Regions from separate parts of the Mus musculus genome. Here region 1 is linked to region 2. Evidence: chromatin contacts called from public ChIA-PET data. All regions are on one chromosome and are shown on one strand. Each heading gives the region's core, a stretch centred on a gene start, on an enhancer-like site or on the middle of the called end of the contact. The rest is flanking DNA. Distances are from core to core; before and after follow the strand shown.

Region 1 (3,395 bases), core at 31-2,530, 780 kb before region 2:
GGAAGATAACCATTTTGAAGGATCATGGCTTTACAGGGTAAGGCTTTTCTGTCTGGAAATTATCCCTTCAGGGAGTTCCCATGGGAATACTCCTGGCTCTGGTTTCTGTAAGTGTGACCCTCCTGTCTCTGTGTTGGCTGTCAGGTGGGTGTTTATTAAGCTCTTAGACTGTAGCAAGTTGGGCTTGTTGTCCTAGGCACTCAAGGGGTGAGAGTCAAGCTTGAAACAGTCCTGTCCGTGACCCAGGCCCGGGTCAGGTGGGGTGGAGCTGCGCTGTCACAGGCCATGCTGGTCCCTAGCAGAACATCAGGGACGGTGACCTACACCGGATCCCCAGCTCTTTCACGTCTTCTTTTCTGGATAAAATCAGGTTTTTTGGGTACACAGCGACAGTGGCTGTTTGCTCTCCGGGATGACCAGGGTCTCTGTGTTCATCTCACTGTAAACGTGTGATGTAGTTACCAGGCCGCTTGCTGTGGTCCCGTGACCAAGTTCAGTGTCTGGCTGAAATTGATTGGAAATGGCTTTTAGCCTTGTCTTAGTTAGGGTTACTAGTGCTGTGATAAAACACCATGACCAAAAGCAAGTCTGGGAGGAAAGGGTTCATTTGGCTCACACTTCCACATCACAGGAACTCAAGCACGGCAGAAGCCTGGAGGCAGGAGCTGATGCAGAGGCCATGGAGGGGTGCTGCTGCACTGCTGGTTTTGTGTGTCAACTTGACACAGCTGGAGTTATCACAGAGAAAGGAGCTTCAGTTGGGGAAATGCCTCCATGAGATACAACTGTAAAGCATTTTCTCAATTAGTGATCAAGGGGGAAAGGCCCCTTGTGGGTGGTGCCATCCTTGGGCTGGTAGTCTTGGGTTCTATAAGAGAGCAGGCTGAGCAAGCCAGGGGAAGCAAGCCAGTAATGAACATCCCTCCATGGCCTCTGCATCAGCTCCTGCTTCCTGACCTGCTTGAGTTCCAGTCCTGACTTCCTTGGTGATGAACAGCAATGTGGAAGTGTAAGCCGAATAAACCCTTTCCTCCCCATCTTGCTTCTTGGTCATGATGTTAGTGCAGGAATAGAAGTCCTGACTAAGACAGCTACTTACTGTTTTGTTCCTCTTGGCTTGCTCCTCCTGCTTGCTCATAGAGCCCAGGACCACCTGCCCAGGGATGACTCCACCCACAGTGGGCGGGGCCCTGCGCCATTGTTCACTGATTAAGAAGGTGCTCTGCAGCTGGATCTGAGGGAGGCAGTTCCTCAGCTGAGGTTCTCTTCTTTCCGGTGACTCTAGCTTGTGTAAAGATGACATCAACTAGCCAGCACAGCCCAGAGCAGTCAGAGCAGGTTCCGTTTGTGTGGAGTGACCCACACAGAGGCTGGTGTTACCCAGCTTCATTCGTCGTAGCCGCAGCCTGATTTTCTCGCCTCTGTGTGGAGGTGACCTAGCATTGTACTTGTTCAAAGCCACTGCTGGCTTCCTTGGGTGCTTGCCACGGAGTCGTTTCTACGCGACACATTTGGTGTTGCCTGCTTCTCTTTTGTAGAAATCTGACGTTTGGATGGGATGGGCCGTCCTGGAGGCTACTCACGGCTCTCAAGTTGCTGTGTCTGGAAGCCGAGCGCTTGTAAGTCTCCCCTGCATTACGTACAAGCTGCGCCTACTTCCTGGTGAAGCTGAGGGGTTTGGGAGGCTTGGATTTAGAGGGAAGGAGTGGACTGTGCCCCGCTGCTTTCAGGGGCCTTAGCCTTCCAGAGTGCGTGGCTCTGAGAACTTGCCCCTCTGTCCAGGTGACCCCTGGTGACTGAGTATTGTCAGCGCTGTCACTGTTCAGGGCACATCTGCCAGTGGGTGGCTTTTCCTGTGGTAAGCAAGCTTCTAACCACAACCCTCTAACTGTCCTAACCAGCCCCGCTGAAGGCCTTTTTCGTGAAAGGAGCCGGGTAGAAGAACCCAGTGTAGACGTTCATCTTGCTCAGGCTCCTCACCCTTTCTAAGGGGTTAGGGCTGCCAGTCACACCCCAGAGCCTTCACCTCTGCAAGCCAAGGCACCGTGAGTGACTGACTCACCTGGGTGTAGAGGATGGCCTAGCTGCAGACTCCTTCCATTTGGAGGGCGTGTGGCAGTGAGCTGTGTTTGTGGCTGTCACCTTTTAGGAAAAACTTTCCCTTAAAGGAGCACACAGTGCTACAGCTGCTGAGTCTTGTGGCCATTTGCCAGAGCCTGGCCTTCCGGTTTTGTGTTTCTGCCCCTTGTGCCCCTGTAGCTGGTGGGTGTGACTTCAATGACTTGTCCACCAGACCCAGGACTGCTGTGAAAATAGAATCCAGTCTCTGCTGGCCGGGAGCCGACTGACTAGCTGGCCCTTGATTTACTCTGCTCCTCTTTCTTCCTCCGTGCTGGTGGCTCCCACTCAGGAGCTGAATGATGTCACGGCTTAGGAGCCGAGCTTCACTGTGCTCCGGAAGAATGGGCGTGCTGTGTGTCATCTTGCAGAGTGAGTGCCATCTCCGGTAACGGGGACCTGCTGAAATGACTTTATTGAATATTTCTGCTCTAGCACATCCTGGAAAAAGGTGCTCCTTGGCGAAGTCATCTCCGATACAAACGAGAAGACAAGCTTGGGCGTGGCCCAGAAAATATGCTCTGACGTCATCGAGGAGACGCACGCTGTGCTGCGCAAGGTGTGGGCCCAAGGTTTCAGTCCCGAGGCTGCTTATCATGTGTGCCATTAGGGAAGTCCTGAGAGTTCCTGATGAACAAATGTGGCTGTGTTAACAGGTTTACATTTTACAAGTTAAGTAAATGCGGCTGGGGAGCTGGCCTGATGGTGACGACCGGCATGCAAGCTGGGATGGCAGCCTGTTTTCCCGGGGCCTGGGGTGGGGATAGGCAGAAACCAGTGGATGTAGGTGGAACCAGGAGAATTAAGGAGGCTCGCTGGCCAGCTGGCCTAGTCCAGCGGTGAGTTCCAGGTTAAGTGAGAGACCTTGACTCACAGCAATAGAGGTAGACAGCAATAGGAGCTGGTGCCCAGCATCCCCCTCTGGCTTCTGCGTGTGCGTGCGTGGGCCAGCACATCCCACTGCAAGTTTTATATGTAGTGTACAGTGCACAGCGGTGCTTGATACACACACACCTGTGGAGTGGCTTCACCAAGCACAGCATTGTCCACCTGACTTTCTGTGCTGAGAGCTCTCATCGTCTGTGTGATGAACACGGTGCCTTGTTCCTAACTCTGCTCACGTGTTGCTGTCCAGAGAGCTCTCTCCCCTCTGTGTGTTGACGGACATCCCCACAGTCTCGCCTCCATTCACGTGCTGTCGGCCATTCTTTCTGCAGTCCTAAGTAGAACATGGAGGCTCTGGCCTATTTCATTTAACTTTGTGTCCTCCTGGCTTG
Region 2 (3,476 bases), core at 723-3,222:
TCTGAAACCAAAGCCACGTAGGTAAGACTGTTAGCTCACTTAGCAGTCAAGAGCATCCGTAGATCTGCTGGGGTGGTCCACGCATGTGACTCTCTGCTACAAAATGACCTGCCATGCCAGCATGAAACTACCTATAACTGCCTTCCAGAACTTGCCATCTAGGTAGAGAGGCAAAGTTAGGCCCAAAACACTCTGTAAATAAAAAAAATTAACTCAGCAGGACATCAGCAATGCAAGAAAGGCATCAGACCAGGCCAGGGGCAACCTTGCCTGTGCTCAGAAGGCCACAGTAAAGTTGCTTGAACTTTTCATACCGCCGAGTCCTTGGCTTGACAGTACAAATTTCTACAGCTCACCTGAGAAACCCCAAGTCTGGGGGAGCCCGAAACTCAGTACCTTAATAGTCCTTGTAGCTTCCAAGGTCTTTGAATGACAGTCTGTAACAGGAAGCCCTGACTGTTTGTGGTGATGTCAAAATGGAATCTTGATGTAACTTCAGGCGTACACGGAGCATCTGGTAGTTTTTGTGTCTTCTCGCTGGTGAGCAGTCCAAACACAGTGGATTTCCTAGTCGGCTTCCTCAGTTCTCCACATAGGACACTGCTAATTATATGAAATTCAGGGTATTCATTTTTTTTAAAGTTCAGGCCACAGTGCTAGGCTTAATTTGAGAACAAGTTAAGCTTTGGGATCTAAAATTTGGAATCTAAATTCTGAGCCATTAACTACAACCCAGTTTCTGTAAAACTATGTCTGTGAAGATCCGCATGGAAGACACGTCTGCTTCCCGGGACAAACAGGGTTCTGGCTCGGCTGCACAGCTCGGAGTATTTTCTGTCAGATCCTACCATCTTTTGGATGAAAGACTGATCTGGGTTCTCCCGTTTCTGAAGGCGTTCCCAGCTAGGATTTTTAAAAAGATTTTATTATTGTGTGTGTGTGTGTGTGTGTGTGTGTGTGTGTGTGTGTGTGTGTGTGTGTGTGTGTGTGTTTGTGGATGTGTGTGTGCATGAATGTAGATATCTGTACTCCTGTGTGTCTGTATGTGTGGTGTGTGCATGAACGTATGTGTGTGTGTGTGTGTGTGTGCTTCATGTGTATGTGTGTTTCTGTGTATATATGTGTGTGTTTCTATGTCTGTGTGCGTGTACGTGCCTGTGTGAGGGCACATGTACTCTCGTGTCTTTATGTGACTGCAGATACCCTCAGAGGCCAGAAGTACCTAATTACTCTGGAGCTGGAGTTAGAGGCAGTCTTGGCTACCTGAGGTGGATGCTGGGAAGAGAACTCTGGTCCTCTGGAAGAACACTAAGCACTCTTCACAGCTGAGTCATCTCTCTAGCTGAGATTTTCAAATCCCTTCCCTGCTTCAAACTCCCGTTCCTTCTAGAACATAAAGAAACTCCATTTCCCATTAACAAAGTAGCTCTCATAAAACCAGGGAATAAATTCACACACACACTCTCCCATCCACTATATCCTTGTGCATCCTTAAGCATTTTCATGCTAACAGCCCTAGCACTTCCCATCTTAGGACTGGTTGGTCTGTGGACCAGAGGATCAGCACTTGGTGGCTCTCAAGTGTTCTGCACAGGCATTCAGAAGCAAGCTTCTCCATGCCCAAGCTGTCCATCCCCTTATAGTTGGAACTCTTAGCCTTGGGACCCATGCAGAGGTGGGGAGTCCATTTAAGTCTGGTGGGGGTGGGAGGTGTAAGTTCCACCCCCACCCTTCCTGACACGCTCCTGAACCCTGGCCACTGCACCTGCTAGGTTCTCACTTCTCTGGGAAGCATCTAGAAACAGGACCTCTCACCCACCCCTCCCGGCTGGGCTCTAGGGTGGGGCCCTCACTACCTCTTTTCTTCTCAAAGAGCCTGGGATGCTGACAGCCTCAGATGGAGGCATCCTGTTTGTCGAAAAATAAACCGGCAGTTGAAGCCGGGTTGCAAGAGCGAGAAAACCGCAGGCCTGCGCGCCACTGATAACGTGGGCAGCTTGCTTTTGCAGCAGTTCCTAGCTGCAGCGGCCCTGTGAAGGCCTGTGTCACCGCCTCCCTTCCTGTCTCCTCCTCACACCATCCCTCCATCGCTCCTTGCTGGCTCTACCAGCCACTTGCTGGACCCTTCAGCCACTGGGACCATTGCTTTCCATAAAAAACTCCTTAGTGCAGTGCAGAGCTGATCAGAGGGTAGCAGGGAACCCTGACGCCTGATGGGTTGCTGACACCTGGGGGGGGGGGGCGCTACGGGAGTCGGGGGAATGGCAAGGCTTGCAGACCCTGGTCTTGAACTAAACTGTCTTGAAAATGACACATTTGGAACCTAGAGTTCTTGTCTTTCTGCGTCATGGGCTATTGTGACCTGGTTTTAATAGAGGAGAGAGGGAGGGAGGCAGAGAAGGAGAAAGAGACAGAGACACGGAGGAAGACAGAGACAGGCAGAGACGGACAGAGAGACAGACAGACACAGACAGAGGCACACAGTCAGACAGAGACACACAGAAAGATGGGCACAGAGAGCTGAAATACCAGATTCAAAAGCAAAGGGGACACCAGAGTCCAGCATGGAGATAGTTTTCCTTCTTGGAGTCATGTGCCCTGGCCTGGTTCCACGATGTGAATAACTGCGTGCCCATCTTCCTTCCCCTTTCAGGGGGTATTAAAAGCTCTTCCCCATTTGCCTGTTATCAGATAAGCTAGGCAGATGAGAAGTCAGTGGGTAACCGCTGGTATGACCACAAACTCACTGGGAACCAAACAGCTTGACCCTCCGAAGCAGAGAGTGGTATTGAGAATCAACAGGAAAGCTGCCTTCTTGGCTCCATAGGACCTACTTCTCAAAGTAGTGACAGTCAGTGTGGTGGTTACAACCTATAATCCCGGCTTTGAGGAAGCTGAGGCAGGGGAATTGCAATGACTCTGAGGCTGTGGTGGACTACAAAGTGGACACAAACATACACACACATGCACACACATGTGCACACACACACACACATATATACACACACATATGCACACACACAACCACTTAAGTGGACATCTTATGTCACAGCAAATGGCATCTAAGAGCTGATGTTAAATCATCCAAGAAGGGGCCACTGAGCAACACATGATGGCATCCCCTTTATCGCCGAGGGCCTTCTGGATCCTGACACCTAAGTTAGAGTTTCAAGTTCACCTTTGCTATTCTAGAGAACACGGGGAAAAGACCACCAATACCCTTCATCACTGTCTGTGTGTATCTGATGAATAAAAAGCCAGATAAATATGTTCTTACAACAGAAGGGGGACCAGAGGGAGGGCAGTGAGGTAAGGGGATTTGGAGAGTGCTAGAGATAAATATGAGCAAAATACTATATACATATACATGCACACATACACATATACACATATACATATACATGTGTGTTTATATACATAGAAATGTCATCGTGAAACCTGCTATTTTTATGCTAACTAAAGATTAATAACAAAAA

Evidence for each region. ChIA-PET counts read pairs in DNA pulled down with a chosen protein or histone mark.
Region 1: a contact with region 2 is called in an RNA polymerase II ChIA-PET map of effector CD8 T cells, with 6 read pairs. The contact joins two enhancer-like sites. A contact is called at or near these places in 1 of 15 datasets of contacts at CTCF or cohesin (embryonic stem cells), 2 of 484 Hi-C or Micro-C datasets (CD8 T cells and Th1 cells), 1 of 115 datasets of contacts at active chromatin or transcription factors (effector CD8 T cells) and 2 of 9 other capture datasets (embryonic stem cells and liver).

What each region holds. Positions count from the first base shown.
Region 1 is chr16:93,584,461-93,587,855 of GRCm38.p6, reverse strand. It overlaps Setd4 (SET domain containing 4), which reads left to right. Exons shown (of 12, transcript NM_145482.3): 9 at 1-37; 10 at 1,539-1,619; 11 at 2,554-2,677. Among named protein-coding and RNA genes, the nearest start is that of Setd4, 18 kb to the left of the region's middle. Within about 2 kb of position 1,280, at least 118 of the 459 cell types and tissues checked have an H3K27ac peak or open chromatin away from gene starts, as enhancers often do. A contact at or near this core is called in CD8 T cells, Th1 cells and effector CD8 T cells, where this site is marked.
Region 2 is chr16:92,800,252-92,803,727 of GRCm38.p6, reverse strand. All of the region lies in intron 2 of Runx1 (runt related transcription factor 1), which reads left to right. Among named protein-coding and RNA genes, the nearest start is that of Runx1, 24 kb to the left of the region's middle. RefSeq lists enhancers at 1,844-2,078, 1,700-2,232. Within about 2 kb of position 1,972, at least 132 of the 459 cell types and tissues checked have an H3K27ac peak or open chromatin away from gene starts, as enhancers often do. A contact at or near this core is called in CD8 T cells, Th1 cells and effector CD8 T cells, where this site is marked.